Linked DNA regions of Mus musculus: regions 2, 3, 4, 5 and 6 are each linked to region 1. Evidence: chromatin contacts called from public promoter capture Hi-C data. All regions are on one chromosome and are shown on one strand. The core of a region is the stretch at or near the end of the contact, and the rest is flanking DNA. Distances in the headings are between cores, read along the strand shown.

Evidence for each region. Promoter capture Hi-C pulls out the DNA fragments that hold promoters and counts their contacts.
Region 2: a contact with region 1 is called in a promoter capture Hi-C map of pre-B cells. The contact joins the promoter of Slc33a1 here to the promoter of Lekr1 in region 1. A contact is called at or near these places in 6 of 39 promoter capture datasets (the C10 cell line, cranial neural crest, embryonic stem cells and 2 more), 3 of 484 Hi-C or Micro-C datasets (CD4 T cells, CD8 T cells and regulatory T cells), 4 of 115 datasets of contacts at active chromatin or transcription factors (astrocytes, bone marrow-derived dendritic cells, large pre-B cells and 1 more) and 2 of 9 other capture datasets (adipose tissue and liver).
Region 3: a promoter capture Hi-C map of liver shows a contact between it and region 1, with 3 times the contacts expected there. The contact joins the promoter of Gfm1 here to the promoter of Lekr1 in region 1. A contact is called at or near these places in 1 of 39 promoter capture datasets (liver) and 2 of 115 datasets of contacts at active chromatin or transcription factors (astrocytes and large pre-B cells).
Region 4: a promoter capture Hi-C map of liver shows a contact between it and region 1, with 3 times the contacts expected there. The contact joins the promoter of Rarres1 here to the promoter of Lekr1 in region 1. A contact is called at or near these places in 2 of 39 promoter capture datasets (liver and pre-B cells).
Region 5: a contact with region 1 is called in a promoter capture Hi-C map of pre-B cells. The contact joins the promoter of Rsrc1 here to the promoter of Lekr1 in region 1. A contact is called at or near these places in 1 of 39 promoter capture datasets (pre-B cells), 4 of 484 Hi-C or Micro-C datasets (CD4 T cells, LSK cells, cerebral cortex and 1 more) and 1 of 115 datasets of contacts at active chromatin or transcription factors (astrocytes).
Region 6: a promoter capture Hi-C map of pre-B cells shows a contact between it and region 1. The contact joins the promoter of E130311K13Rik here to the promoter of Lekr1 in region 1. A contact is called at or near these places in 2 of 39 promoter capture datasets (liver and pre-B cells) and 1 of 115 datasets of contacts at active chromatin or transcription factors (astrocytes).

The regions. Positions count from the first base shown.
Region 1 is chr3:65,663,050-65,667,885 of GRCm38.p6, reverse strand. Lekr1 (leucine, glutamate and lysine rich 1) reads right to left here and starts at 1,658. Exons shown (of 13, transcript NM_001166659.1): 1 at 1,575-1,658.
Region 2 is chr3:63,961,233-63,966,200 of GRCm38.p6, reverse strand. It overlaps Slc33a1 (solute carrier family 33 (acetyl-CoA transporter), member 1), which reads left to right and starts at 1,468. Exons shown (of 6, transcript NM_015728.5): 1 at 1,468-2,785. The coding sequence starts at 2,011. It also overlaps a transcript of Gmps not described here.
Region 3 is chr3:67,428,098-67,433,150 of GRCm38.p6, reverse strand. It overlaps Gfm1 (G elongation factor, mitochondrial 1), which reads right to left and starts at 3,036. Exons shown (of 18, transcript NM_138591.2): 1 at 2,829-3,036; 2 at 1,349-1,501. The coding sequence starts at 2,912.
Region 4 is chr3:67,513,564-67,517,927 of GRCm38.p6, reverse strand. It overlaps Rarres1 (retinoic acid receptor responder (tazarotene induced) 1), which reads left to right and starts at 2,405. Exons shown (of 6, transcript NM_001164763.1): 1 at 2,405-2,767. The coding sequence starts at 2,513. Gm40067 (a long non-coding RNA gene) reads right to left here and starts at 2,679. Exons shown (of 3, transcript XR_001783859.2): 1 at 2,172-2,679.
Region 5 is chr3:66,982,068-66,987,027 of GRCm38.p6, reverse strand. It overlaps Rsrc1 (arginine/serine-rich coiled-coil 1), which reads right to left and starts at 1,366. Exons shown (of 10, transcript NM_025822.4): 1 at 1,222-1,366.
Region 6 is chr3:63,926,213-63,931,181 of GRCm38.p6, reverse strand. It overlaps E130311K13Rik (RIKEN cDNA E130311K13 gene), which reads left to right and starts at 1,710. Exons shown (of 5, transcript NM_177856.5): 1 at 1,710-1,925; 2 at 3,859-3,918. The coding sequence starts at 1,812.

The DNA.
Region 1 (4,836 bases), core at 409-2,908:
AATCAGCAAAGGCTTCCTAAGATTGAGTTAAATTAGGGGCAAGAGAGTGAAGGAAAAAATAATGCTGGTGTTATTTTTGTAAACTATGCAACCATCAGTGGAGGAGAGATTCCTCAACCCTGTGTTAGCCCAAAATATCCCTCATTTCAATAAGCTACTATTTAAAACAAACAAAACTAGTGAGCTGTCTTCCCACGTGTGTGCTTGGTAATATTAACTGAGGCCAACCACGGGAGTAATGGTAATTATGTGGACATGGGTCCAAGTGACCAAGTACATAATCATATACTGTCATAGTCACATGGCAAGAAACCAGAAGGCATTATCTTCAGTTAAGCCATCATTGGTGAATGGAAATGATAGTATCTTGGGCTCCACAGGAATATTTTTCCCTTATACAGCCAACTATATCTCCTCTTAAAGTGCCATCCACAAAAGTATTAGCAAGCATGGACCTAAATAACGTATAAATTCAAGGTACCAGTGGGATGTTTATTATTTAATGCCTTCGCTGTGACTACTCTTAACATATTACTATGTCACCAGAAGTGGCAGGCTTCTGGCTATGAAAGAAAAATTTAAAAATAGCACCCTGGTAAATTTGAAAGACCTCTAAAACGAAGTGGAGGAGAAACTGATGTCAATGCACATCGCACAAGACATAGTAACAAGATTACAGGCAAGATACATTCATTGGATTCGTCCCAAGAACATGTGTAACTTGTCCTCATATAAAGACACTTTATTGTAAACCCATGTAAACTGTGAGTGCAGACTGTAATAACTAGGTGCTTTTCTGCTAAGCAATGCATGCTGATGATTACAACTAAGAGGTGGGCACCTAAAATTCCCAAGGTGACTAGAAGGGTACTACTTTCTTTAACGTTTATTTTTGTTATTGCCTATATTTTAAGAAACAGCTTGTAAGCCGATTAGAAAAGTCCATTGGGTCTTTATAAAGATGTGACTACTCGTGAAAAGAATAGTAGAATCCACATATAATTCCGCTTTTCAAGAAGTGTAGGGCTGTTTGCTCTTTAGCAGAAGAAAACGTGATTTTTAAGTTACCCATTCAGTATTTTAACCAAACAAGTTCCTTTTGGTCTTTCCCATTATATATGTGGAAACTGTCCTTGGCAAAAGTACAGAGGTACGTGGCCGCTGCTACGTGCGTTTGAGAACCTTCTCTGTGACACTGGTCACGAGATAGACGTGCGTGTTCTTAAACGCAGAAATGCCCTTGGTGGTTCATTTCCGATTCTTACACCGGTGTCACGCCCGGTCATTAACTCAGGTTCTGCTTCCAGGCCCTTCCTCAAGTACCATTCCGGGGGCGTGATTCACCGAAGGGCAGGTCGGGGGCAAGAGAGCAGGAGGTCACTGCAGGAAACTAACCGCCCGACCGGACTGCGCTGGCCCAGGCCTCGCCTGGGGCGCCGAGAGGCCGCCCCACCTTCCCGCCTTCCTCCTCCCGACCCCCGCCGCCCCGCAGTCCCGCGCCGCCAGTCTCTGCGCCGGAACTGTGTCCCCGCCGACCGGGTCCTCTGAGGACTGAGGAAGGCCATGACCCTCACCTAGCCCGGGACTCCGCAGGGTGTAAAACGGCTTCCCTGGTCTCCCGGGCGACCGCGCTGCACGTTGGCCTGACGTCAAGGCGCGGTGACGTCACAGCCCCCGCCGACGCGGAAGCGGAGCTTCTTTTGCATCATTTGTCCCAAAAGCGAGCTAGGCGGAAGCTGGAGCGGGTGGCGGGGGTCGAAGGAGAGGGCGGATTTACGCGCGGTTCTGTGACGGACGGGGATGGGGCTCTGGAACCCGCGGGGACGACGGGCAGCCGAGGCTGATGAAGAGGCGGGAAGTGGGTGGCCATGTGCCTCATCTGCAGGGGCAATCATTGTTGTCGAACGGAAGGAAAAGAAGCTTTTAAGTGGAATTGACTGGGGAAGGCTTGCTTAGAATTTCATTCTGGTCCAAAGAAGTCAAGATGACGGGTTTAGTTCATGAAGTATTACTGAGACGTGCTACTGCACACTCAAGTAATGGAAGGCCTCTTGTTTTTACACACTGACGACTTCCCTTTATTCATACTTTATTCATAAAACAAATACTGATGACCTACTACGCAACAAGCAAGCAGGATGAGATGATGCTTGGTGACTAACACAGGCCACTGGTATGATTAGTGTCTTCGTAGTCTGCTCCTTTTCCAGGAGCATCTGAGGTCCAAAGTTCTGATCCTCCAGTAACTAAAGAAAACACGGTTTCCTAGCAGAAAAGAACAATAATTGCTGTTAAAGAATAGTTTGCATGAATAGAAAGAAAAGGCATTGGAGAGAGGAAGGTGAACAGGTGATTTGAAATAGTGCCAGATCTATTGGAGCTGCTGGTTGATCACTAGTATGAAAATAACCGCATGAAAATAGTGAATACTCCCCTAAGTCATGAAAGATATAGATTATGCAGAAACTAACAACAGTTACTTACTATTGAGTAACTAGTATTATGTACTGTATATCATTGAATATATACAAGAGGGCTAGAAACAGAGGGCTTCTGACAGCATCACCACGAACACTACACAAAATGTCTCGGTAACTAACATCACTAGATATTAGGAATTTTATACCAAAAGTATTGTTATAGGGCACATAACTACAGTTTGGACAATAATTACCGAGCACTTGTATCTAAAAAGGAAGGCAATCCTCTGAAAATGGGATGAAATCCCATGGAAATGCTATAATTCACTTTCATCTATGCCTCTTCGTTACACATCACCTTGAGTCCATTTTCCTTACCACTGTAAATGCCCTCTCAATCCTAAATCCCATTGCTAATTAGCCACAAGCCTAACTTTCTGTAGGAGTGCCACATGTGGCACTCCTACAGAAAGTTTTCATTATTATATAAAGTCCAGTTTAGGTAGTGGTAGACCCAGTAAGAATTTAAAAAGAAAGGATAGCTTCCGGAAAGAACAGAAATAAGAAGTGTATTTCCAATTGGCCTATGCCAAATGGTCAGCCCTTGAAAACATGCATACAAGAAACAGTATGTGGCCTCTACAGGTTGTATTTGGAAATATATGTGTATATGCAAATGCATGTTTGAATCCAAGAACAATTGGGTAAAAGAAAGACAGTTTGTGCCTAATCTAATTGCATCTCGTTATGCCCTGTTTGGTGGATATCACTGGGAGGCCTGCTCCTTCCTGAAGAGAAATAGAGGGGCAGTAAGTCTGGGGGAGAGGGGAGGTTGAGGCCAGGGGCTAGAAAGGGGCTAGGAAGGATGGAGGGAGGGGAGGTTGCAGTCAGGATGTATGAGAGAAGAATAGAGAAAAGAGAGGCCATGAATTTGAAGGAGAGTGGAGAGAGTTATATGCTGTAATTAATATAAAAGCAATATAAAAGCAAATCTTTAAATCCTCTAAAATGAAACGTGTGAGTGAGTGTGTGTGTGTGTGTGTGTGTGTGTGTGTATACATACACTTTCAAAAAAGGTTAGCAGATTAGCACAGGTCAACTTTTGAGTACTGAAGAAAAAGGGTTGTTTTTGTTTTTGTTTTTGTTTTCGAGACAGGGTTTCTCTGTGTAGCCCTGGCTGTCCTGTAACTCACTTTGTAGACCAGGCTGGCCTCTAACTCAGAAATCCTCCTGCCTCTGCCTCCCGAGTGCTGGGATTAAAGGCATGTGCCACCACGCTCGGCAGCTATTTCACTTTTTACCATGACTTTTAAAGACAAGCCACCGTTTTAAAAAGAAAATTAAAAATTAAATTCCTTTTAATTTCTTTGTGACCCTTCATTGTTATTCTCTTTGAGGGTCAGTAACCCCCCAGGGGGTGCCCTCCTAGTTTATAGAGTGTCTGGATATGAATGAGACTCAGTTTTCCACGTGTCCTGTAGGTGTCTTACAGTTTATAAGAACTCCCATGTGTTTGTTGTCATAGGGATTTCCCAAAAATACTTATCACATGGGACAGTCATTTGGGGACACTTGTGTCATGAAACCTCCCTACCTTTCCCATGCACCTATGAAAAGCAGTATAGGAAAAATAGGTACTTTGTTTATAAATCTGCTAAAAACCAGCAGGAAGTCCACCCAAGATGGCTGATTTTAAAGTCAATGCTAGCTGGTACAAAGGTAGCATGATAAAATTACACTGAAGTCCAACAGTATTTTCATCCTGCAAGTCACAATACAATACAACTCTGTCCTCTTGTAAGTTTGAATAAAACGGTTCCGACGGGGCCTCCCAGGTTGGAAACAACAGCTGCTTTCATTGCTATTTCTGGGTTTCGTCCAGTGCAAGTGCAGAATTTTTAAAACGCCAGCATGTATTGGGTTCTCTCTGTTTGCCAGGCACTTCATGCACAATGCTCCGTTTGCTTGAGAACCCTTCCAAACCTAACGCTGTCAGGTGCTACGTACTGTTTACTTTCACCCAAATGATAGAAGTGGCCAAGGGCATGGCCCATCATGTAAACACAGGGGTGCACTGGATCCAGGGTGAGTGCACGTGGAAACACGTGTTGCCTTAGTTGTCTCTGCCAGACAGCCAGTCCTCCTGGGACGTTTGCCTACTGTGGTTAGAGACACATGTCTCAAACGTGGTTTCTTCATGACGTTTCCCGTACAGCTTCTAGTTTTCAAAAGAGGTTAGCTGCAAAGACCACTTGGCTTTGTTTTACCCGCCCCAACACATTTGCCTCTACTGTGCTGTCACACTTAAAGCTGCAGATTGCCTTATAAAGCTGTTTTGCATACTGAGCCCCCAAAAGCTGTGGTCTAGAAGTGAGTTAGACCACAAAATACTATTTTTAGGCTTGAGCTCTGTATT
Region 2 (4,968 bases), core at 219-2,718, 1.7 Mb after region 1:
AAAAAAAAAAAAAAAAAAAAGAAAAGAAAAGAAAAGAAAAGAAAATCAGAAACAAAAAGGAGAGATAGTCCATCCCTTAATCTCAGCGTTCAGGAGTAAGAGGCAGGTGGATCTCTGTAAGATCAAGTCCAGCCCGGTCTACAGAGTGAGTTTCATGCCAGTAAGGACCATACAGTAAGATCCTGTTGAAAAAAATAGAGACTTTTGGTCTCACATAGATAACACTATAAACTGTTTTCCACTCCAATTTTTGAGACAGAGACTTGCTATATATCCATGGATGGCCAGGAACTCGTTTTATAGACTAGTCTGGATTACAAGCATGCACCACCACAACCAACTCTGTTCCTCTCTTTAACAAAGATTAGAAGACTTCATGGTCACTGTGTTCTTTCATTGAAGTATATCAGACTAGGTGTGGTGGCTCATGTATAGAATCCTAGGACTCTAGAAGTTAAGGCAGGAGTATGGCCATAAGTTTGAGACCAGCCTGGGTACATATGCTAGCTTATGTAACCCAGGACTCAGTATCAATACAATGAAAATGAAAGACGAATAATAATAATAATAATAATAATAATAATAAGCAAAGTCTCACATTTCTATGACCATACAAGAGCTGGAGAGAAGGGGGAGGAGAGGAAAAGGAAGGACCCAGGGAGAAATGAGAAGAGAACATGGGAAATTAGCTAAGTGGTTAATAAGCTGTAGAAATCAGAAAAGTGGGAAGGCAGCAAATCCACAAGGGAATTTATGGTTTGTTTTTGTTTTTAATGAAGAAAGCATGTACTATTACACTTGAAATGGCATTTGAAAAACTGGCCAATTATGAATCCAATAAAATTCTTGGAAAACTTATTTCTTTGTTATCACTGAAATACTAAATCTAGTATCTCAACATTTCAAGCTCTAAGAGCTTCCAACGATTCACCAAAACTCGAAGAAGTGCGTCGTTATGCACTTAAAATGCATAACCATGGATGACATGAAAGGAGAAAGGTGGTTTCGAGACGTTTCCATTGGCAAAAAAATAAGATGCAGCAGACTGAAATTTACCTCCTTCACTCTGTGTATCTAGCGTTCCCCTACATTTCTTCCTTGACATTGGGGGAAATGGACAGCCTTATTCGTTCTGTGTATTAGGTAGGAGTGTTTCCATTTAGTCGGGCATAAAGGACCCACAACCTGACACCAAAGCTTAGTAACTGCAGGTTCACAAAGCAGCATTATTACCCAACTACAAGCCTGGAAGTTATGTACTGAATTAAATAAGTACAAACTCGCCTACAGACCTTGTGCAATGTTATCACCAAGGCCTAGGCCAATCCAGAAAACCCGCGCTCACGTGGCGACGAGGGCCCAATGGCCGAGGCACACGAGTTCCATGCAAGCGCATGCGCAAACGGAACCGGGTTTGTTAAGACGTTCCGTCCTGGACGCTCGGTACGCTGGCGTTATTCCTCCCTCGGGGTTAGAATCGAGGGAATTAATGGTTCCTAGCAAACGTTGCTCGCGGTCGCCGCCACCGGAACTTGTTCTGATTCGCTGGCTCCGTCGGGAGGCACGGAACCCATTTTGGCAGGGAACCACTTCCCGAAGCGCGAGGCAGGAAGTTATCCTTTACCTCTGGTGTCTACTGAGGAGGGTGCCCGCTGCAGTGTCAGCTGGTGGACGGGCAAGAGAGCGTTCGAGTCCCCGCTGCAGTTAAGAGCCAGACTCCGTCGCAGCGCCACGGCACGCTCCGCCAGCCTCAAGCCGGGTGCGGCTGCACGGGGAGCTCTTGCCGGCTCCCTGAAGTCGCTCCTGTGGGCAGCGACCCAGGCTTCGCCTGGGCCACCTGCCAGGGATCTGGCTCCCTGCTGCAAAACAGCGACCAGTCTCTCCGCGTCCGCCCTCCCGGCGTTGAACCACCGTGACCCGGGTCCAGAGAGACTGCCTTGGACCTGGGACTAGACTGATCAAAACGCCAGCCTCAGGCCCCCACACACCGGGCTCTGCGTCGTCTCTGATATGTCACCGACCATCTCCCACAAGGACAGCAGTCGGCAGCGGCGGTCAGGCATGTTTAGCCACGCTCTGGATATGAAGAGTGGCCCGCTGCCACCGGGCGGCTGGGATGACAGTCGCCGAGACTCGGTGGGCGGGGAGGGGGACCGGGAAGTTCTTCTAGGTGATGCCGGCCCTGGTGACTTACCTAAAGCCCCGCGGAGCTATAGATCCGAACTAAGTAGCATTTTGTTACTACTCTTTCTTTACGTGCTTCAGGGCATTCCCTTAGGCCTGGCGGGGAGCATCCCCCTCATTTTGCAAAGCAAAAATGTTAGCTATACAGATCAGGCTTTCTTCAGTTTTGTCTTCTGGCCATTCAGTCTTAAGTTGCTCTGGGCTCCCTTGGTTGATGCCGTCTACTTTAAGAACTTTGGTCGTCGCAAGTCCTGGCTTGTCCCTACTCAGTATACACTAGGAATCTTCATGATATATTTATCCACTCAAGTGGACCGTTTGCTCGGAAATATTGATGGCAGAACACCGGATGTAGTTGCTCTCACTGTGACATTCTTCTTGTTTGAATTCCTGGCTGCCACACAGGACATCGCTGTGGATGGTTGGGCATTAACTATGTTATCCCGGGAAAACGTGGGCTATGCTTCGACATGCAATTCTGTGGGCCAAACAGCTGGCTACTTTTTGGGCAATGTTTTATTTTTGGCTCTTGAATCTGCTGACTTTTGTAACAAATACTTGCGGTTTCAGCCTCAACCCAGGGGAATCGTTACCCTTTCAGGTAGTGTACTTAAAACTATTATACTGTTAGGTTTATTTTATGCTTATGAATGCTTTTGATGAAACATCAGATGGGAGCTCTCATTTGTTTGCATACATTTTTTACTTTTAATGATGCACAAGATATTTTACTTCATTTCCCTTTCAAATTAACACAATATTGGATTCCATTATGAGATTTTCATACTTTGCTCACAATCACTTCCATAACACAGCCTTGTTCTCTACATCTACCTCCTAGTCGTCTTCCTTTAAACAGTTCACACACACATTTTTCTTTTCCTTCCAGATTCTTTCTAGAAGAGAAACCATTTGATGTTTGTCCTTCTGCTTGCTTTTGAATTTTTTCTGAATTCTGTTTACAGGATTTTTAAAAGGCTCTATATATCCAGCTTGAGACACAGTCCTGCTTCACCCTCCCGAGTGCTAATATTACAAGCATGTGCCACTACAGCTGGCTTTTTAAATTTTACTGGGAACTTATATGATAGATACCTAAGTATGTTTTCTGTTTTATTAAAGTGTGCTTCTTTCAAGTATTCCTTATGTCAGCCTATTAACACAGTCATATTGATCAGTACTCTTTAGTGAATAGGAAAAAAGCAACCGATAGAATCACAAAATTTCTGAATTAAAGATCCATGGACATTTGCCTGACACAGAAGTATACATTTTAAAATGTGGGTCATATGGTTCACATTTTTTCTTTTGTGTTTTGGTGAATGTTTTCTTGCTTTTCAATCTTTTTCCACCTTTATTTCACAAGTAGTCCCCATTTACCCATCTACTGAATGGGAAGAGTATTTAATATAAGCATTCTGGAATTGGCTAAGTGGCAGGATTCTGAGGACCTACTGCAAATAAAGACTGTCTGTGCAAACTAGGAACAGTAGAGATGAACATTGCTGAGGCCCAGAATAGCCGGCCAGTGACCATGGTAGAGATAACAGTTGACTTTATTATTAGTTAAACCTTTATGTAAGCTGGTGTGATTTTTTTTTCTTTTTATTTATTTATTTTTGGTATAACTGGAATTTGAACTTTGTTCTCCAGAAGATTCTAAAATAGCTTACTTTAATTAATTTCTATCCATAGTTGACTTATGATTTAGTCTAAAACATTTTAAGTTAAAGAGTTTTTAATTTTAATGCTTACACATAACCACATTACTAGTTTTGAGGTTTCTGTAATTTGGTAATAACATAACTATATTCTGTGTATTCTGTTTCTGTTTGTGTGTTCCTGGTTCTGGGAAATGAACCTAGTACTTCTACATAAAAGGGAAGCCATCTTCTACTGTGCTAAGTCTCAATCCCATTATTAACCAGTGGGACTTTTTCCTTTTTTTCCTCTCTCAGTGCTAGGAATCTATTATTGACCTTTGTCTAGCCCCTAGTTTTCAACAAGAGTCTAGACTGGTCTTAGACTTCTATTCCCTAAGGACACATATAGTTAATTATGTACACCACCATGCCCAGTTTAACTACCTAGTGGTTCTGAGGAATTTAAAGAATGTGGAATCATAAGGAAATATCGTTGCCTAGGTAGTTAAAGAGAAGATAAAAACAGTATCTAGAAAATCTGTGTATTGGAAACCGTAACTTGAAACAAAGAAAACAGCCAAGGGTTTGAGGATGGTTCTGCTGATAAAAGGTCTTGTTGCTCTTGCAGACGTTTTAAGTTTGGTTCCCAGCACTCATATGGTGGCTTACATCCTTCTGTAACTACAGTTTTAGGGGATTTAGTACCCTCTTCTGGCCTCCACAGACACCAAGAATGCAGAGTGCATGTACTTACATTCAGGCAGAATACTAGTACACATGAACATAAACCTTTTAAAAACATTGTAATTCTGTAATTAATTATGGATACTACAGAAGGAATATACTGAGGAATGGTTTGGACATTTAAAAAGCAGTGCTCTATAGACAGCAAATTGAGAACAGGAAGATGGGATGAGATAAGATCTGGAGGAAACAACCTTGGTTATATTGACTGCTTTTTTATAGCTTCATAACAGTTCTGAACCTTTTCTCTCATTCCATTTGTTTTCCAAGAACCTCTAGAGGCAAAGACAGACCCTTAAACAGCGAGGAGTAAGTAATGAACAGGACAGAAGGATGACAGATGTGGCTTTTCCTTCTCTATAATGAGAAGAATGTTGTCAAGAGGCTATTTACAGAT
Region 3 (5,053 bases), core at 1,787-4,286, 1.8 Mb before region 1:
ACCATCTGCTTCCCCTGAACTGCTGGCTGCTGGCGTTTCAGAGTCTACGAACTCATGATATTCAGGCAGCAGACCTCTCTGCGGCTCTCCTCAGACTGTGAGCACAAAATGGGAGTGTTTAGCTTCTAAAGGATATGGTTTGGCGGATGCCCTTCGGCTGAAGAACAGCCTGAGCGGGCGTTAAGTCACTCAGTGGTTTGGCAGTATCTTCGAGTGCCAACATTTTAAACAATGCTTTTCTGGTAGGTTTTTGTAGAACTTGTATTCAGTGCTGTGGATGAAACTTCCTGAAAAGAAGCCATGTCTGGCTGTGACTGCAGACCTCCTGGAAGGAGTCTATCTGCAGAGTATGATGGACCCATCAGAATTTCCTACTGGGGAGAATTGGAATCATGCAGGTTCAGGGGCTACTTACCCTGTGCTGGGCTGTGCCTTGCCCAACCGTGTATCTGAAATAACACCTCATGAGAATACACTAAAACCTCTTAGACGCGATTAACTTAGCAGGACACTAGCGTCTGCCAGTCCTAAAGCTAAGAATGTCGTCTTGGGCCTATAGAATAGTTTCCCATCTCATTGTCCTTGCCTCTCTGGTGTGCCCACCAATGCATTTTAAACCTGCCTTGATCTCTGACTTTCTTTGTTCTATAAAATTAGAACATCATGAAACTGCTTGCATGGTAGAACATTAAATTTGGGACAACCTGTGTTTCTGAGCCATACTCAAAATGGCTCCAGATAAAAACTCTGATTTCCTTTAAGATGAAAGCTGTGTGTTTTGTTTTGACATGGACAGCACCTTTTGAGATTCACTTTCCATTTAACATTATAAACATGGATCCTTCATTGACATGCGTAAGACTGTTGTGACAGCTGTATAAGGGTCTGTCATGCCATCTCAGCATCAACCCAGGATGTTCACAGCCATCACTCACTTCTAGAGGGGTTGTGAATACACAGTCACATCTCAAGCCAGCTTGACCTCTCCTCTTTGTCCATCTGACTTTGGCTAAGGAGCCTCTGTGGCAGTGGTTCCCATCCTGTGGGTTGCAACCCCTCTGAGGTGGAACGACCCTTTCATAAGGGTTGCCCAAGAACATTGGAAAACACAGATATGTATATTACCATTCAGTTATGAAGTAGCAACAAATATAATTTTATGGTTGGTGGTCACCACAACATGAGGCTATGCTAAATGCTCGCAGCATTAGGAAAGTAGAGAACCACTGCCCTGCACCCGACCAGTTTTCATCCTAAAACAAGGTTTTCTGAAACTTATGAAACTATAACAACAGTAGAATTAAAATCGATTTCTGAATCGCTCTGGAATCAACCGCTAAGCACACACCTCGTGCATCGTGGCAATCCTGCCAGTGTAGTATAGCACCCGTTCTGTTAGCGTCGTCTTCCCAGAATCAATGTGAGCTGAGATCCCAATGTTCCGTATTTTTTCATTGGGAACTGGCCCTGACGAACACCATCGGCGGGTCTTCCAATCAGCCTGAGAAACAGTTTTAAAAGCTCAGTTTAGCACACCTATTATACGAGATCACAGTTAAAACCTGAACTACGGACTTGTTTTCTCATCCTCAAAGCAAGGTTCTCAACCTCCGTATTATCTAAGGAGCCCTGGATTTAATTCTGAATAATACTCATAAAAGAAGCACAACTACTGCTTCTAAATGTTAGTTTTAAACTTGAGACTTTTAAAGGTTCGTGTATATGTGTTTTGCTTGCATATATATCTCTGCACCACGTGCACGCCTGGTGCTGGAAAGGTCACATCGCCTAGAGCTGGAGTTATGGATGGTTCCGAACAAAGATGTGAGTTTTGGGCATTCAACTCTTCCTCTGGAAGAGCAGTCATGGGCTACGTTTTCACCCCTCCACTGTGTGGGTCCCAAGACTGACACTCAGGCTGTCACACTTGACAACTACCCTTATGGCTGGCTGATCCACACTGCTAACTTTTAAATACACACTACCATAATAGTCAGAGCTATACCTCTCAATGGCCACTTTAACAAGAGATACAAGTTTTAGATTGAATTGTACCTTAGGTTCTCTGTCTTCTCCCGTCCTGTAATTCACAGCTAGCAAGGGGCATATGGGTCTACCCAACTAACAGCCACAAGACAACTCCAAAAAGGTTTCCAATTTCATCTGAACGAAAACAAGGAAGTGCCTTTTGGGGTGGTGGTGTTCCTGTCAGCTTTACAGTGGGGGGTGGAGGGGGATGTATTTGTTGAATCAAAACAAAACTGCACACCCAAACGCTTGGCAAACACTTCTGGGTAGAGGGAAACTGGGCACATGTCAAAGAAGACAGCTGACAAGCGCTTGGATGGTTAAACCACAGGAACACTTGGTAGCAAAGCAAACGAGGTATCCATGACAGGTAAGAGGTCACATCTACCAACGGCTTCCCTGCTCTGAGTACCTCACTCCAAAGACTTACAAAGTTTAATCTATACACCTGACTGGGAAACTTGGCCAGAGAAGAGTACCGGGATGTTGAATAGAACCCACACGTTCAGAGAGCATCCAACCACACCCAGTAGTAAGAGGACCACTGGATAACGAGTCCGAAATCCGGGATTCGAGCCCCGGGGACACTAACTTTCATCTGACCTTCACTCGGGGCACTTCTCTTTAAGGTAGATCATCAGGAAGGGAGGGACCCCGGCGCAGAGCTGCGGGTCGCAAGGCCGAGCTGGCATGCGGATACCCAAGGGCTTACGGGGCTCGGGAAATCGCTGCTCAAGACCCCAGGTAAGGAAAGGTGTCGCCAACCTGCCCTGCTCTGGAAGGTTCTCTGGCACCAGTACCTGCTTCCCCTGCCAGCCCAGGACTGCAGGGACCCGAGGGAACGGTCCACGCCCCAGGGCTGCGGCGACCCGCAGCAGCCGCATGGCAAGCCTGGAACAGCCACTTCCAAGGCTCCTGCTCTGAGGTGATCGGTTGTGCTCAGCGCCGGCAGCAGAGCGGGAAGAGCTCAAAGTCACGCCGGCAACCGGAGCCGCAGGAGCACTTCCGGGAGGAAGGTCAGGAGGACGGCCAGAGGAAGACAAGGGAGAGGCACCTCTGTCTGAGCTCGACGTGGCGCGCGCCCTCTCCTGGTCAGGAGGAGAAAGCGTAGTTTATGCAGAGGATTGTCACAGGGAGGTGTCATTACTACGGAGGCAGGTACTCTGGTCCCTTTGTCTTTAAAGGAAAAAAATAAAAATTAAAAAACCATCTCTGTATAAAAAAAACAAAAACGTGCCGGGTATGGCGTCACACATGTCTAATAAGAACACTTCAGAGGCAGAACTAGGCGGATCTCTAATGAGTTCCAAGATAGCCTGGTCAGCAAAGAATTCTGGGCCAGACAGGACTAGACAGTGAGAACCTGTTTCAACAAAACAAAACAAAAGCTGCAGATTTTAAACATAGTTGTTTTACCTGCATGACAATGGGAAAACGTTTATAACAATTTAAATGGAAGGAGTACACAAAAATGTATTCATTACTACAGCATCAGAGAATCTGGGGGAGGGGCTGGAGATACGGCTCAGAGGTTAAGAGGTCTGCTCTTCCTGAGGTCCTGAGTTCAATTCCCAGCAAACGCATGGTGGCTCACAACCATCTGTAATGAGATCTGGTGCCCTCTTCTGGCCTGCAAGGTATACATGCAGGCAGAAAGCTGTATACATAATAAGTAAATCTTAAAAACAAATACTTCAAAGAGACTCTGGGGAAATGAGAGTAGATATATGTTGGATTACAAATAAAATTTTTCAAAACCTTCTTTATTGTTCATCAGTAATACTAGCTATGCATCTTCAAAACTGCACCCGTGGCGCTTCTGTCTGGGCTTCTTAAAGGCCTCAAAAACGTTGACATATCTAAAACAGAGCTTCTAGTCTTCCCCAAACCTCCTCATACAGTCTCCATCTTAGCAAAAGAATCTCCGTCCATCCAGTTGACCTAGCCAAAGATGGCAGTCACTTGCTGGCTCCTGTAATCTAAGCCTCTCAGCATATGCGAACCTCCCATTTCCTTCCACCTCTCCACAGGGCTATTTCTTCCTGGGGTTACTGTGATGAGAACCGGGTTGATTTCACGGCTTTTGTCTTTCCCGGTTTTTTTTTTTTTTTTTCAGTAAACTCACACACTGACTAAAAGGATCTTCTCAAGCCAGACCATATTCCCTCTCCGCAGAAAATGATCTCCTTACTTTAGTGTTGTTAGGCTGGAACCCGTGCTCATCACCCCCCGACACACCCCCCCCCCACACACCCCCCAGCTACAAAACCCTATGTGCCCTCCTTCCCCATCCTACCACACAGAAAAAGCTCCCTGACCCCTCAAAGGAAACTACAGCCTAACAGGTCATCATCTTCCTGATTCCCGCTACCCACCTGGGAGTGCCTGCCTGGGCGCTCAGCTTTTTTTTTTTTTTTTTTTTTTCTTTTTTCTTTTTTTTAACCTTATATGGGCATAATCCCATGTTTCATCACCACACGGCCCAAAACTATAAAACCTCCTTGCTTTATCCTGGGCGAATGACTTTACTGACCTCCACCTGATAGATTGGCCAACTCGCCAGACTGCTGCCTTTTAATAAGCCTGCCTTTATGTTGTTTTTTATAAACAGGTGGCAGTGATCAGGCAGGAAGGAGCAACTCAGCCGGCCGAGGTGAGGTGTTCCCGCTGAGGAAACAGCTTAGTATAAGAGGAAGTTTATTGGGGGAAAGGAAGGGGGCCTGGAAAAGGAGTACAGGCAGAAAAAGTGGGGGGATAGAGAAGGACAGAAAGAAAGAAGAGCGAGAAAGGGAGAAAGGGTCCAGCTGTCCAACAGGAGACATGTGGGAAGGAGAGGGAAGAGGTCTTCTTATATGCCTAGCTCCTGGATCATACCTGGTGAGCATAGATGCAAACTGTTGCAAGGTAACTGTTGGGCAGAGCCTAGAGCTGTGCTAACGATTTATACTTTTGATTTGACTTGAATTGGTTCATTTTGTTGGCAGAGAAACCTATTAGGTACAAGTTCAATGTTTTTCATAATGCT
Region 4 (4,364 bases), core at 1,156-3,655, 1.8 Mb before region 1:
GTTTCTTTTAATCACAACCCCTTGTTTATTTATAAAAAGAAAGTCACTGCTGGATTTATTCTTTGTCAAGATTCTATCTTCTTTTCAATTTGTTGTCACAATTCTTTTTAACTTGCTAGCAACAGCAACAATGATAGCAATTTCAAATAGCCATTACTTTCACCTCGGCACATACATGTAGATATGAGCACACTCGAACCTCACAATCACCCAGTAGGGCAGGAGGTGCCACCCAAGCACAAGTGGGGGAGATTCAGCTCAACCTAAGTATCTGGGCTCCAAGCAGGGGCTCCAGGCTCTGGATAACCTGGGGGTGCTATCTCAGGTCAAAAGACCAACATTGTAAGCCCACTCACTTCCATGATCCAAAAGCAACCACTGTTTCTGGTTGGTTCTTCCAGAGGTATTCGGTACATTCATAACTATGTAGCAGGCACTGGGAAGTCTTGACAGGCGATATGGCTAGGGACACTTTTGAATTCAAAGTGAATTGTGAACGTCAAAAAAGAATCTGCATGTACATGTTAACAGCTTAGTACATGCACACTGTGAACCAGTTTACTTGTCCCGAGTTCAGCCCTAGACAAATGGAGGGTTGACTCCAGAAGACACCAACTACACTGCATATTCCAGGAAAGTTCCTGAGCCTAGATGTTTACAGAATGAGAGAAGCTTTCAGGGAAGATGATGGGGGGGGGGGGGGGGGCAGGCATCTCTAATCTCAAAGATGTGACTGTCCCTGTGAGCAGAGGGGCATGGCAGCTCCAGGATAATTGTCTGCCTTGTTCTCCTCCTCCTGGCTCGGTGAGATGGAAGGCAGCTTTTCCTAAGGATGTCTATCCACTGCCTTCTCTGGTTGCCTGCCTTTCTATACAAAGTGCAACATAATATTCAACCCATCTCTGCTCATTGGCATTTGTGGCAGGAGTGGGAACAGGTATCCTGGCCTCTTATGTACACTAGGAAGCACATGTTTTCTGACAGCTGATGTCCACTTTGCTTCCTAAGTGACCATATGGGTACTGACCATGGTTAGTCCAGGGGCAGGGTGAGAGAGGGAAAGAAAATGGAAACAAAGGATATGTGGGCCTTTTTGAAATACTCCACCTACCCCAATGATTCTGCTGTCCCCTCTTGATATGACTGCCAGCCCTGACCTGGGTTAAGTCACCATCTTAAGGCTTCTGGCTCCCTCCTCAATTTTCTGCAGAGCATGCTATTGCAAACAGCACAGGACACGTTCCCTTGGCTCATCGACTGTAGGTGTGCTCCAGATGTTTATCTGGTTGCTCATCCTCATCTCCCCATGACCCAGGTGTTTCGTAAATCTGCAGAAGGAAAGACAGTCCACAGATGGGCAACAGGGGGGAGTATCGTTTAGACAGTTTCTCTTTGTCCACAGGCCTATGGCTTGGTGATCATAGGATGGCTCCTTCCAGAATCCCGTCTTTGAGCACTGGAGTCTAAGGCAGATGGCAGGCAGTAGGCTGCAGGCTGGGATGGCAGGAAAGATACCCAGCCAACTGCTCCCTTTGTTCCACAGGTGTCTCCCAGCTTCACAAGCAGTAGTTAACAAATGGGTCTCAATCATTCTTTGGTCCTTCAGGATAGCGACTGCTGCTGATGAGGTGGGCTAGACCCCTGGGTATCTCCGGTTGTTCTGTCTCTCTTACATTTCATTTCATTTATTATTTAATTTGTTATGTTGTACGTAGGTAGGTGGGTGGGTGGTGGTCGTAGGACAACTTGCTTGAGTATGTTCTCTCTGTTCACTACATTGGTCCTGGCAAGACTCCAGTCATCGGGCTTGGTGGCTAGCACCTTTACTCACTGAGCCACCTCACAGGTCCCTAAAGGGCTTTCTCTTACCTGTGGTTTAGAAAATAGTAGCCACCTCTTGCCTTCAGTGACGCGTTGATTCCACACCTCACGCCACTGGAATCTGGCTTCAACCCAAGGCCCCTCTCCAGTATTAATTAATTTACTTGATTCTCAAAACCTCTGTCCGGTCGCCCACCGCCCCTCCTCCCTACCTGGCCTGCAGGTGCTCACTACCTGCTCCCGCCCTCTGCACACTTTCCCTGTTTCCAGCTGCCTCTTCTCAAATTCCCCATCAAGGCCAAGGCCACTGGTCCCTGTCACCACCCGTCTCCTCTTTCACCTCAACTAACCTTTGGAGTGGGTTCTAAGACCTGAGGGTTGTGAAATTGCAGCAGCCGCAGGCGACAAGCTAAGTTCCCAGAGTTGGAGTCGGAGTGTGCCCTCAAGGAGGCGCCCCACTGTCCCATGTCCCCTCTCACCGCGTCATGGGGACATGGGACATGACCCGCTCTCCCGGAGGCGCCTTCTGGTCCTTCTGCTTGGACAGGGAGGCGAGGAAGGGCGGCGACCCGGGGGCGGAGGGGAGTGGCCGCCGTGGCCTATTTCCGTGAGCACTGCGAACCGGGTCCAGGGAGCTCAGCGCCAGCTTTCCCCATCCACGCAGCCCCGTGGGCCCCTGCCGCCCGTGTCCATGCAGCCCCGTCAACCCCCGATGCCAGCGCTGTTGCTGAGCCTCTGGCTGCTGCCGAGCCTCGCACTGGCCGCTGCTGTCACTGAGCCCGCGGACCTGGAATACACCGAAGTCCCCCGGCAGCCCGCGGCCGTGGGGCTGCCACGCGGGATCCTGCAGCTGGCGGCGCGCGCTGCGCTGCACTTCTTCAACTTCCGCGCGGGCTCGCCCAGCGCGCTACGGGTGCTGGCCACCGTGCAGGAGGGCCGCGCGTGGGTGAGTGAGCCGCGACGCGGCGGGACACGCTCGGGGACCGCAGCGTTCCCAGCCTGAGCTTGTGTCGCGCGAGAGGCGCGGAGCCCTCCAACGCTGCCTCTGCCTTTCCGGTATTTCTGAGGCCAGAAATACTTAGCGTGTTTGAGAACCTAAGAAAAAAGGTCCCATGAATAACAGCCCCTGGTCGGGGTACCCAGTGTGGGTGTTGGCATGCGCACTGTGTACCCAGTCTACTCATGGCTTAGACTCTATGGCTCCTACCAAAGTAGGGGAGGTGTGTGTGTACAAAAGCTAAGCCAGCTCTCTACATCGCAGACACGTTTCTAGAGTTTCGTTGTTCATGGCAGGCCACCAGTGCAAGGCTTCGGGATAAAGTGGTAAAGGTTACTCAGGGGTCTGACCAGGGACCATTCAGTTCTGGTATCTTCTTAATCTAACTAGGGAGTGACAGGGCCGCCGTCTTCTGCATAACTGAAAGGGCGATCGAAACTTTTCAGCTCCTAGATCGCTTGCTGATTTCCGGACAGTGGCTGTAGATGTGTTGCTCTCTTCATTAAACAGATTTTTAAAGTTACACAACTGCGGAATCCCGAGGCAATGAGGCTCCCGGGGTGTTCCACAAAGCCACAGATCCGCAGCCTTGCATCTTCTGTAGAGTGGAGCATAAGATTTAAATTGGTGTGATGATAAAGACCATCCTCCGTGTAGCATCAGATGATGTGAATCACCTTCGTAACTCTCAGCCTTATTTCCTTATTTCTAGAAAAAGGCAAACTACTGTGAGTGTTAAATAAACAGCAACAGCAAAACAATCTTTACTGTCTCAGGGACAGTCTCTACTCCAGGCTCCATCCAGCCTTTACTAGTTCACCGGAGAAATGAAGTCACAACTTAAGATCTTGTCCTCTTCTTTGAGGAAAGAGGAGCCCTGATGACAACCTCCCTCGTTATTGGGGGGTGGGGGGGGGGAGAATTCTCTATTAAAACAAACAGACAAACAAACAAACAAACCCAGACGGACAAAGTTCACCAATTTTCAAATACCAGGGATTATTTTCTTTCAATCCAATATGATTTTTAAAAAAATCATAAAATAGAACTAGTGAGACAGTCGTTGGGTAAAGGTGCCTGCTGGCAAGCTTGTGAGTTTGATCCTCTGACCAGGAGGTGGATGAAGAGACCTGACTCCCCCAAGTTGTCCTTTGACTTCCACGTGCCTGCTACAGCATGCATGCACACACATAATAAATGTCATTTTTTTTTAAACTCCTAAAATACCTAGCATTTCTGGGCTTTTTCAGCTACCCCTTGGCATCCTTACAAAAGCAGCTAGCTCTCAACATCTGAAGGAGAGCTCACTCCTTTCGTGTCAGCAGGAGCTTGGGTGCTGTTCAGCATCTGTAGTGGTCACTTCAAGGTGACCCTAGCTCATCCCAAATGGTGGTGTATGCGCGTGAACACAGATAAACTTGGAACTCAAGGCTATGAGAAACAATGTTACATTTCCCCTTAACCTCGCTGATAATTTAACACTTATGTGACTGCAGGAGCCAAGGAAAAGAGGCCAGTGTGCCAGGAATCAAGTTCTTCCACAAAT
Region 5 (4,960 bases), core at 117-2,616, 1.3 Mb before region 1:
ACTAACAAATCACAGGACTTCCTTCCCATATTCTGGGAGTGAAACCAGAAGAAAGTTATCTGTAAATGCACTACAACAACCCTATGACAACCAATTCACATCACAACTCTCCACGCTGAATATGTAGAGACTGGGTCATCGAGGCCAATTAACAGACAAGTGCCAGCTGCCTTTGTCTTTTTCAGCTTCAGACATTTTTAGCCTTCTTATTGAACATACAGTCATAAAGTGCTACCACTTAGCAAGAAATCTCCTTTGTCTGCAAAGAAAGTGAATATTCATAAACTCTAAGACTGGAGAAGCTCTCAAAGGAGAGCTGCTTTCCCCACATGGTTGTACCTGTCACATCTGCTCCACTCCTTAAAACCTGAAAACTCTACGTAGCTACTTCACTGGGAGCTTTTACATCTAAGTTCAAAGATGACAACTCGAATACCTTCATATGCCAGCACATGATGTGTGAATTTATTTAACAACCTAGTACTTAGTAGGGACAAAACTGGGCTGCTGGCAAATCTAGAGCTTTCCCCCCCCCCTCAATAAACATTTTAAATACAACTCAGAAATTACATTAATAATAACCTAAAATCGAGGGCAGACAACATCCATTGTAACTCCTGAGAAAGGTGAATGAGTTCAGGAGTTAACTATCTGGTCACATGACCAAAAGTCTAGAAGGTAAATTCACAGACTGTTTAAAGTGATGTGTGTATATGTCAAGACAGGAAGGGTCTGTCTAACCATGTATTCTCTCTCCAGCCAACAAGCATCCGATAGACAGGAGAAGGGGTGGGGATTCCGTGCACACTTAGCCACAGCCTCCCCCTCGCTCCGACTACCTGGAGGAGGTGAGAGTGAACCTGGCTAAAAAGGAAGGACAACTGGGAATCCGAGGAACGGCGATCGAGGACCCGCGGGACCCGCGGACTGGGGGCTACCTCTCCACATCAACTCCACACTGTAGGCCAAGCCTGGGGCCTGCGGCCGCTCGCCACCCGCGACCACTCCGGCGACCCCCTCGCCCAGAGCCAGCAGGCTGGGACCCTGCAAGGTGCGGGGCGCATGCGCACGGCTACAAACCGCACGCCGCGGGCCCAGGCCCAACCCTCGGCGAGCTCCTGGCCACAGACTGCGCCAGGCCCCACGCCGCCTCCCGCAGAGCTGGGCCTCGCTACGCCTCCTTCGCGGGCGCCGCCCCCAAGCTCTGGACGCCGGCATCACCTGGCTCGACCTTCGGGTTCGCACCTCCCGACGTGGGGACCTGGAACCCCCTCTTCTAACCACGGCGCCACCGGCGTCCTCAGAACTTGCTTCAATTTAAGCTCAGCGCCTTCCTGGTTCCAGCACCAGGCAGCTTCAGCCGAGCTGTCGAGTGCGTCGATGCAGGCTGCTGGACCATTAGGAATGCCGAGCGAGTGGATTGTCATGCCGCCAATTTTTTGTTTAATGTTTGTTTTGCGTGTTTGCATAATTGGATTTTCTTATTCTCCAAAAGCAATAAAGGTGGTACTATGGGATGTTACTGCCTTAGTATTCGCCGTTATCGTCACAGATAATCAGCAAACATCTACATCGTAAGAAGTTATGTTTAAGACATCCGCGTAGAGCAAAATTGGTTAGTTCCTGTTGAGCGAGGTGGAAATTCGCCCAACAATAATAAATCATGGGAGTGTGTCTGCATAGAGTCGTGTGTGATTAAACTGTAATGATTTATTTGCAAAAAAATACATTAAAATCGGTGGGTTTTTTTTTTTTTTCCTGCCATGAAGGTGAAGGCATTCACGGATTGGAAGCAATTAGTTTCTCCTATTAAAGAAACTGTTAGATAGGAGGAAGAAATCTGCCCGATAGGAGAAGGTTCCTCTAGAAGAGAAAGTAAATGGGTAGATTTATAAGAAAGAAAGAAAGAAAGAAAGAAAGAAAGAAAGAAGCTTCTATTACCGAAATTAAAGAAACGTGGCATTTTCTGTAATATACAATATTTTCCTTGTATGACTTTTCTTTCATGATTTAGTATAAGGAAACAAAAATGAGGAGATATATAAAATATTAACTTGGATTCAGGCCTACTGTTAGCTAGATACTAAGGTTCAGATTTCCACAGAGATTTGAGATGGAACTCACTTCCAGTATAGGTTTATTCCTGGAAAGTAACTGGACCTTAACTAGCCAGTTTTGAGGGACTCTTTTAAAACAAAACCACAACACTACATGTTTGTTTTAAATAATTCAAAAACTGGGGGAACTCTTGGGGGGGGGGGGTCCTGATTATTTTTGTATCTGTCCATAGGCTGTCTCCTGAGTTTTAAAGTCAATGTTCCTTTCAAAACTTTGACAAAGTAAAATAAAATAAAATAAAATAAAATAAAGGCTTTGAAATGTCTTTTCTCAGGAAAATATTTGCTGTTTGGTGAAACATCATACTTCATAGCTTTTATTAATACAATTTCCAAACTTTTAATTTCTTAAAACTGAAACTTCCTAAAAGAGGGACTATTGGGGATGGCGAGGAAGGGAATGGGGGGGGGGATATAAGAGGCTAACAGAAGAGGTGTATGTTTCCATATGTGAAAAGTTCATAAAGAAAACCATACAATTATATGCTAATAAAAATTTTAAATTAAACTTCCTTTACACAAATGGGAGTCAGACACTGGAGATTTATCATTGCTTCATCTACCACCCCTATAGTTAGAATGAGTCAAGAAGATGAAATAATAGAGAAATCTATTGGTTCAAATTACAGGATAGTCATGCCTGATCTTTCTCTGGTTACCTTTAAAGTGGTCATCCTTCTAGTACAGAAGATGGCATAAGCGTTTGTATTTAAGTCCTGTGGTTAAAAGGATGAAGAAGCGTCTGGGGGTCTCCTGATCTCTTACCAGGCTTCTAGCAGGGGCTATTTGGGAGGTGTTTACGAATATGTATTTCGTCATAGAGGTTGAAAGCTACTGAAACACCATGTCAACTTAGTGGATCCCATTACTAAATGATCTTTTTTAAACAGTTTCACAAAAGAGTAAAATTCTGTGATTATTCTCCGGAATTACAGTGTTACAGATAGCAGACCGATGCTCAATGTGACATTGCTCCTAAATTCATAGAAGTTAGGAAGCAGTAAGGTTTTGAGTCTTGTGAAATAATAAAAGCAAGAGTTCATGTACTTCAATAATACCTAAATGTTTAATGCAATCGCTGTTAACCATGTAAAGGTATGCCTTTGTCCTAAAAGCAGGGTGGGAAATGTTTCTAGAAGGAAGGATAATGTCAAAGAAAAAGTAAAGCAACATTTCTAATAAGCTTTATTTTCATGTCCTTTAAATGTGCAATGTAGTTAGTATTACAAGAAGTTATGGAACGTCTTAAATTACACTTAAATTCTCGACTGAGAATACATTATGTACCACAATTCTGTGTTCTCTTTACCAATGTTTTAGGTTGTTTGGGTAGAACTTCTGAAATTATTGGCTAAGTGTGTTTTGTTGTTCTAATCAATAAGTAGAAGATATACATATTAATGGCCTGTAACTGCTTTCATTTTTACTGAGTACTGGATCCAAGAGAACGAAAACATTATCTTTTAACATCAAACAAAACTCATTAATATTCAGTATACTGAAAATGCCCCCCCAAACTGCCACTTAAAGAGGTATATTTGTTTACATATTCAAGTAAATGTAACATTTCATATGTAAACATTCTTTTGTGTGAGCAAATAAGTATTTGCATAGCTACAAATCACACAGCAAGCCGTGGCTTAGAGGAGACAGTCATGTCCCCCCCCCCCATATAATTAAGAGTTTTTATAAAATAATTGTCAAATATACAGTTTTTAAGTTATAAATCAGAAAGAGAGTTGTTTTCCCCCCTCCAAAGAGTGAGTCTTTTTTTCACAGTCCACGGTAAACAAAAATTAGTCGAGCGACAAGCAACATCGGTAATTTTTTCCGCAGAACTCAAAAAGTAGTCATCTTTTGTTTTTCAGAATTAGGAAATCGAACTAGAATGCCCCCCAAGATGCTAAATAATTAAGGGCAGGGTGCAGGGAGTTGTTAGGAAAAGGAGTAAGAACCCTTAGACCTCATAGAGAAAATCGAAATGGAACTGCGCCTGACCGGGCTGTAAGAAAATACCTTAAGACCGAATCTGGCAGAGAACAGCTGCTCAGGAAACAAGTTAAATCGACCAACCCCTTCTAGCGGGATGTGTCTTTATGGGAGTCAGCTTTGACTCCAAAGTAGTAGAGTGAATTACAGGGACCAGTACTCAGTGAGGCTGGCTGCGCGTTCGGAAGATCCTAAAAGGAGGTGAAGCCTTCCGAGGTGCTGCAATGAAGCCCCATTCGCAGCAGGCGCGTGAAGACCGGATGCACCGCTGTGCAGCTGCAGCGGCTTGGAGCAAGAAAGGGTGCAGGAACGGAATACTGGAATGGTTGCTAGGCCTATTAACCATAGAGAGCCCGATACTGGGCCAGAGACCAGGGGTCATCATTGTAGGGTCGAGCAGTTGGGATGCCCACCCAGAGCGAGGCTGTAGGGTCGGGTACTCTCTGAGGATACCCACTGACTCTGATTGCAATGCACTTGTCAGTTTCCTCTTGGCCCCGCCTCCGAGAAGTCTATCCAGTTCCCCAGTGTTTTACTAAGTCGTGACACCAACGCAAAATCCACGCTTAATTAAATTAATTAGGGATTCTTGTCAATCCTGGATTAATGGCCAAGAGCACCAGCGGCCGAGGCTATCAGAAAACCCGACCGCTGAGGACCTGCCTCCTCTCCCCGCCCCCTCTGGTCCCCTGCTTGCCCTCCCTCTCCAGCCCGGTGGACTCCAGCCTGGATCCTCCATCCTCAATATTCATATTCATATTCTCTCTCTCTCTCTCTCTCTCTCTCTCTCTCTCTCTCTCTCTCTCTCTCTCTCTCTCTCTCTCTCTCGTCCCCACTCCCTCTCCTCCCCACCC
Region 6 (4,969 bases), core at 461-2,960, 1.7 Mb after region 1:
CATCCCCTATCAGGTGGCTTCTGCAGCTCCGGTGGAATCTCTGGCCTCCACATGTGTCTGCACACGTCCACACAGAGACTGTGGTTTAAAATTTTACAAGTATTTTTAAAAATCAGATTCTGCGTTTTGATGTCAGTAAATTGAAAGTAAAGGAAAGGGTAAGTATGGGTGAGTGGTGGGAGAAGCCTGCAAAGGCAGCGAGAGGTCCTGAGAAAGATCGACCAAGGGAGGAGAGGAGTGAGGCTAGCACAAAGTGCTGAAAAGACGAGGCCTGGGATACAGACAGACTACAGGGGTTCCGCAGGAAATTAAAGCTAAGATCGGAGCTCACTGCAGTAGTTTTGAGATGAGATTAGTCAGCTTGGTTTTCTAACTTTTCCAAGCAGTTCTTGGAACTCAAGAGGGATATACCCATGATGACTTAGTCCTGTAGATATGAAAGTACAACTAGATACTTCACATCTTTAAGGGACTATTTTCCTATTGTCCATTTACAAAGCTATAGAGATAGAGGAGTAATGTCTTCTTTTCCTCTCTGGTGCTTTTGACATAGGTACCTGTGTGTGCACATCATATAAGCAAGTAATAACAAAGGCCTCACAAGTGAGTGTGATATGCTACTGTCAGTCATAAAACTATGGGGTGTGGAAACACTAATTCACACTGTTATATATTTGATTTCTGTAAGGTAAGTTTTTTTTTTGAATTTTCATTTTTTGTTTTATATTTTTGCAATGCTAGATAGAGATCTAGCCCAGGGCCTCAAGTGTTAGGAAAGTTCTCCTGTAACATTTTAAATATAATGAACCAAACAGAGTTAAACAATAGTCCCAAGACGTCTAATGCTTCTAGTACTAACTGTAGAGTTTGGGAGCGACAAAGGGCACCCTCAGGTGGGGTATTTGGTTTTAAAAACATGTTCACTTGTGGAGTCCTGAGCAACACTGATTCCTTTCAGCAACCAGGTGTGAGAAAGCATGGAACAATGCAGCCAGTGATGCTTCCCAGCACCTGTGTGCAGAGTTTTTACCATGCACCAACAGGTCGGTCGTTAGCCCCTCTGGAGGTCAAGCTGAGGACCACCACAAGTGGGTTGTTAGATTTTCTTACAGGCTCAAAAGCCTCAGAGTAAAACATAATTTTATCAGGTAAGATATTTTAGAATTGCCAGGCACAATGGGAAAGGCCAGATCTCTCTTTGGGCCAAAGTTAAATTTATTACACAATGCACATTTCAGCTTAACAAATAAGTATATCTCCATCTCTCTTTCCTTTATTATTCTTGGCATTAAAAATATTTAGAAAGCCAGGCACACGGAAACACAGCAGAAGCCTCTGTATGGGGGAAGCTAAAGATTAGGACGCTGAGGCCAGCCTTTAGAAACATAAACCCTGTTTCTAAAGAAACAAAGGTTGATGCCATATGTGTTTCTGGGTGTGCTCTCCAGCACCATAAAATATGGCAAGTGGATTTCTGAGTTAGAACTAGCCTGGTCTGCGGAGCTAGTTACAGGATAGCCAGGGCTACACAGAGAAACCTGTCTCAAAAATGTAAAAAACAACAAAATAATAAAAATACAAGCTTATAGAAAAAGTAGCAAGAATAAGAGACTGTGCATATTTACACAGATGTCTTATCTTTTCACGGCATTTTTGTGTTGTTCTGCTGTCCTGGCTGGCTTGGTACCACCAAGGACACGCAGAGACAAGAGTGCAAACGCCCAGAATGGGCGGGGACCCCGGAGCCGTGCAGCGCAGCGACCCCTACCGCCCACCAGGGGGCGCCCGCAAGGCTTGCTGGACGCCGGAACATGGCGCGGCCGCCCGCGAGCCTCGGGTCGCAGGCGCCGGACCGCGACCGAGGGGAGGCCAACGTGGTGACACGGGTGTCGCAATGGGCAGACAACCATCTGCGCCTTGTCCAGGTGCCACAGCCCGGCGGGGTGGGCTAGCCTGAGCGGAGTGATCGCGGCAGGCCTGGAAGAGGACCCGCAGGGGCGGAAAGACAGCCGGGCCACAGGGGAAATGGCCAGGGAGGCGACATCGCCTCATTTGCCCTCCTGGCGGCGGCGGTGGTCAGGCCTGGAGGCTGGCGCAGGGCTGGGGACACCACAGGGCTGGCCCAAGAGTAGCTCCTCATTCAGTATGGCGGGCTGGATACCCAGGAAGAGCAGAGAAGCCCGAGAGGCCTTAACAGAGCAGAGCCAGGATGGGTTTTTCCAGGGCTGGGGTTCGAACTTTGGTAAGCATTGTAGTGCTTACCACTGAACTGTATCCCCAGTTGTTTTGGTTTTGGGTTTTGGGGTTGTTTTTTTTTTTTTTTTGGTTTTTTTTTTTTTTTGTTTGTTTGTTTGTTTTTTTGGTTTTTTGAGACAGGGTTTCTCTGTATAGCCCTGGCTGTCCTGGAACTCACTTTGTAGACCAGTCTGGTCTCGAACTCAGAAAGAAATCCGCCTGCCTCTCGTGTTTTCTTTTTAAGTGAAACAAGAGAAGACACTGAAATTCAATCATAGAAGAGACACTTAGACAGCCAGTCTACTACCAGATAAAGGACTGCTAAAGTCCCTGTGGTGGTGGTGGTTCCTGTCATGGAGCAGTCGTAGTAAATGATTTACTGGGAAAAGCTGTAGAGCCCTTGGACATTAAAATTTGGAGACTGATCTTGAAGACAGCCCATTAGACTTTAAAGTACAGTTGTAGGCTTGAGGCAACAGTGTTCAATGGGAAATCAGAACTGGACGTAAAGCTGAGTGAGAGTGAGCTGCATAAACCTGGTGGAGTGGGTAAAGCCCTAGTCTTGACAGACATCTTGAAACAACGTCAGAAAGGTACAGAAAACGGTCTAGAAATGAGGCCTAGGGGATTCTCTGGGGAGGGAAGGTAGCAGAAGCAAAATCTGAGGCAAACAGGGAGACAGATGATTAGGAAAATGAGTAGCCAAAAGCCAGGACAACGTATTTGGAAGGAACAACAACTTTTTTGTTTGTTTGTTTTGAGACAGAGTTTCTCTGTATAGCCCTGGCTGTCCTGACTCACTTTGTAGACCAGGCTGGCCTCGAACTCAGAAATCTGCCTGCCTCTGCCTCCCGAGTGCTAGGATTAAAGGTGTGCAGCACCATGCCCTGCCCGGAACAGCTTTTAAGAATCCTGCTGAGAATTGGAGGAAGCTGAACTTTGCAAAAGCTTTGCAGCAAGAGAGCATGAGGTCCAAGGCCAGGCCTGCTGACATGCTATTGTAGCGCCACGTTAGAGCAGTCTGGTATCTGCCATTTAGTAGTAATCCTTGCCAAATAAATGCATACATTGTTACTTACTATACTAATATTAAAGTTCAACCATTTACACAAACACCAGCTATTTTGTATTTGTAAGGTTTTCTACCAAGTACAAAATTCACCATGGGTGTAAGGCTAGAAATGCTAGGCCATGGGTGCATTCAAGAAATTCACAGGCGGGCCAGGCGTGGTGGGCCATGCCTTTAATCCCAGTACTCGGGAGGCAGAGGCAGGCAGATTTCTGAGTTCGAGGCCAGCCTGGTCTACAAAGTGAGTACCAGGACAGCCAGCTCTATACAGAGAAACCCTATCTCGAAAAACAAAACAAAACGAAACAACAACAACAAAAACATATAAAAAAAAATCGCAGGCAAAGTAAAAAGCATTCACTCAAGTCCCTGTGAGTGCCAGATTGCTAAGGAAGAACTAGGAAGGAATGTGGAAGAGTCCAGCCAGCATTTGAGACATCTGTGTTATTTGAACTGTTAGTGGTCATGAGGACAGTCTCCTTCCTTTTAAGTTGGTACGCTGACTGTTATAAATGGTAATTGGTGAGGATTAATCGTTACCTCTCTTCCTGTAGAACATCAGCACGGGAATGGCCATAGCTGGGATAATGTTGCTGATAAGGAGCGTCCGGCTGGTGAGTGACCAATGGTACAGGCAACAGATAATTGACTTGGTCTCCAGGCTGCTTGGATACATCCTGGGAGAGTTTAAATTATAATTTAGAATAACAAACACACTTTAAGATCTTGGTTAAGATTTAGAACAGAGAATTTATTTGGGGGTCATAAAAATGTGCAGAATTTTACTTACTTAATTCAACAGACTATACGCATAATATTTTTAAGACTTAAAAGGAAATGTTTCCATAAAGGATTTGGTTTGTTATAAATAATATAGTCACTGAACTTGAAAAGCTGAGGCAAGATTGCTGCAAGTTCCTAGCCAGCCTGGATTGCTGATGAGTTTCAGGTCAGCCAGGCATGGGCCAGAAAGAGATCTTGTCTCAAAACAAAAACAGAAAATAAACAAACTAGGATTTGTCTTGTCTGGGTAGAGAGGTGTTGTTACAGATAAAATCTTGGCTTTTAGGCAAAACTGTTTCTCAGGTGTTTTGTAAATAAACCACTATACGTAGATAGAAATTCGAGTTCTGATGTGGCTGTTTTTAAGTTAAACTGTCAGATTATAGAATTATCCATTTAATTTGAAAGGTTACAACTTTCCAATTTATCCTAGAATGGTCTTTTGAGATTCTGCCTAAGAATATATATAATAATGCCTATTATATATAATTATTATAATTATATAATTATTTATTATACATTATTTTATATATTACTATATAATTATTATATATTATATATGAAGTAATATGTTGCATATTATCTATCTCCATATATATGTGTGTGGATATATATCATTATGACGTTCATGTTGATGAATATCTGAAAACAAAATACATATAAGTACTTTATGTATGCCCCCCCCCATACATACACACACACACACACACACACACACTCAATTCAGAGTGGTCCTTCTGAATTGCAGTTAAAAGTAAGTTCTGGGGCTTGGGGATGACTCAGTGGGTAAAGCTATGGAGACCAGAGCCCACATGAAGGTGGAAGAGAACATACTCCACAAAGTTGTCCTCTGATCTCCACATGTACAATATATCATGTATA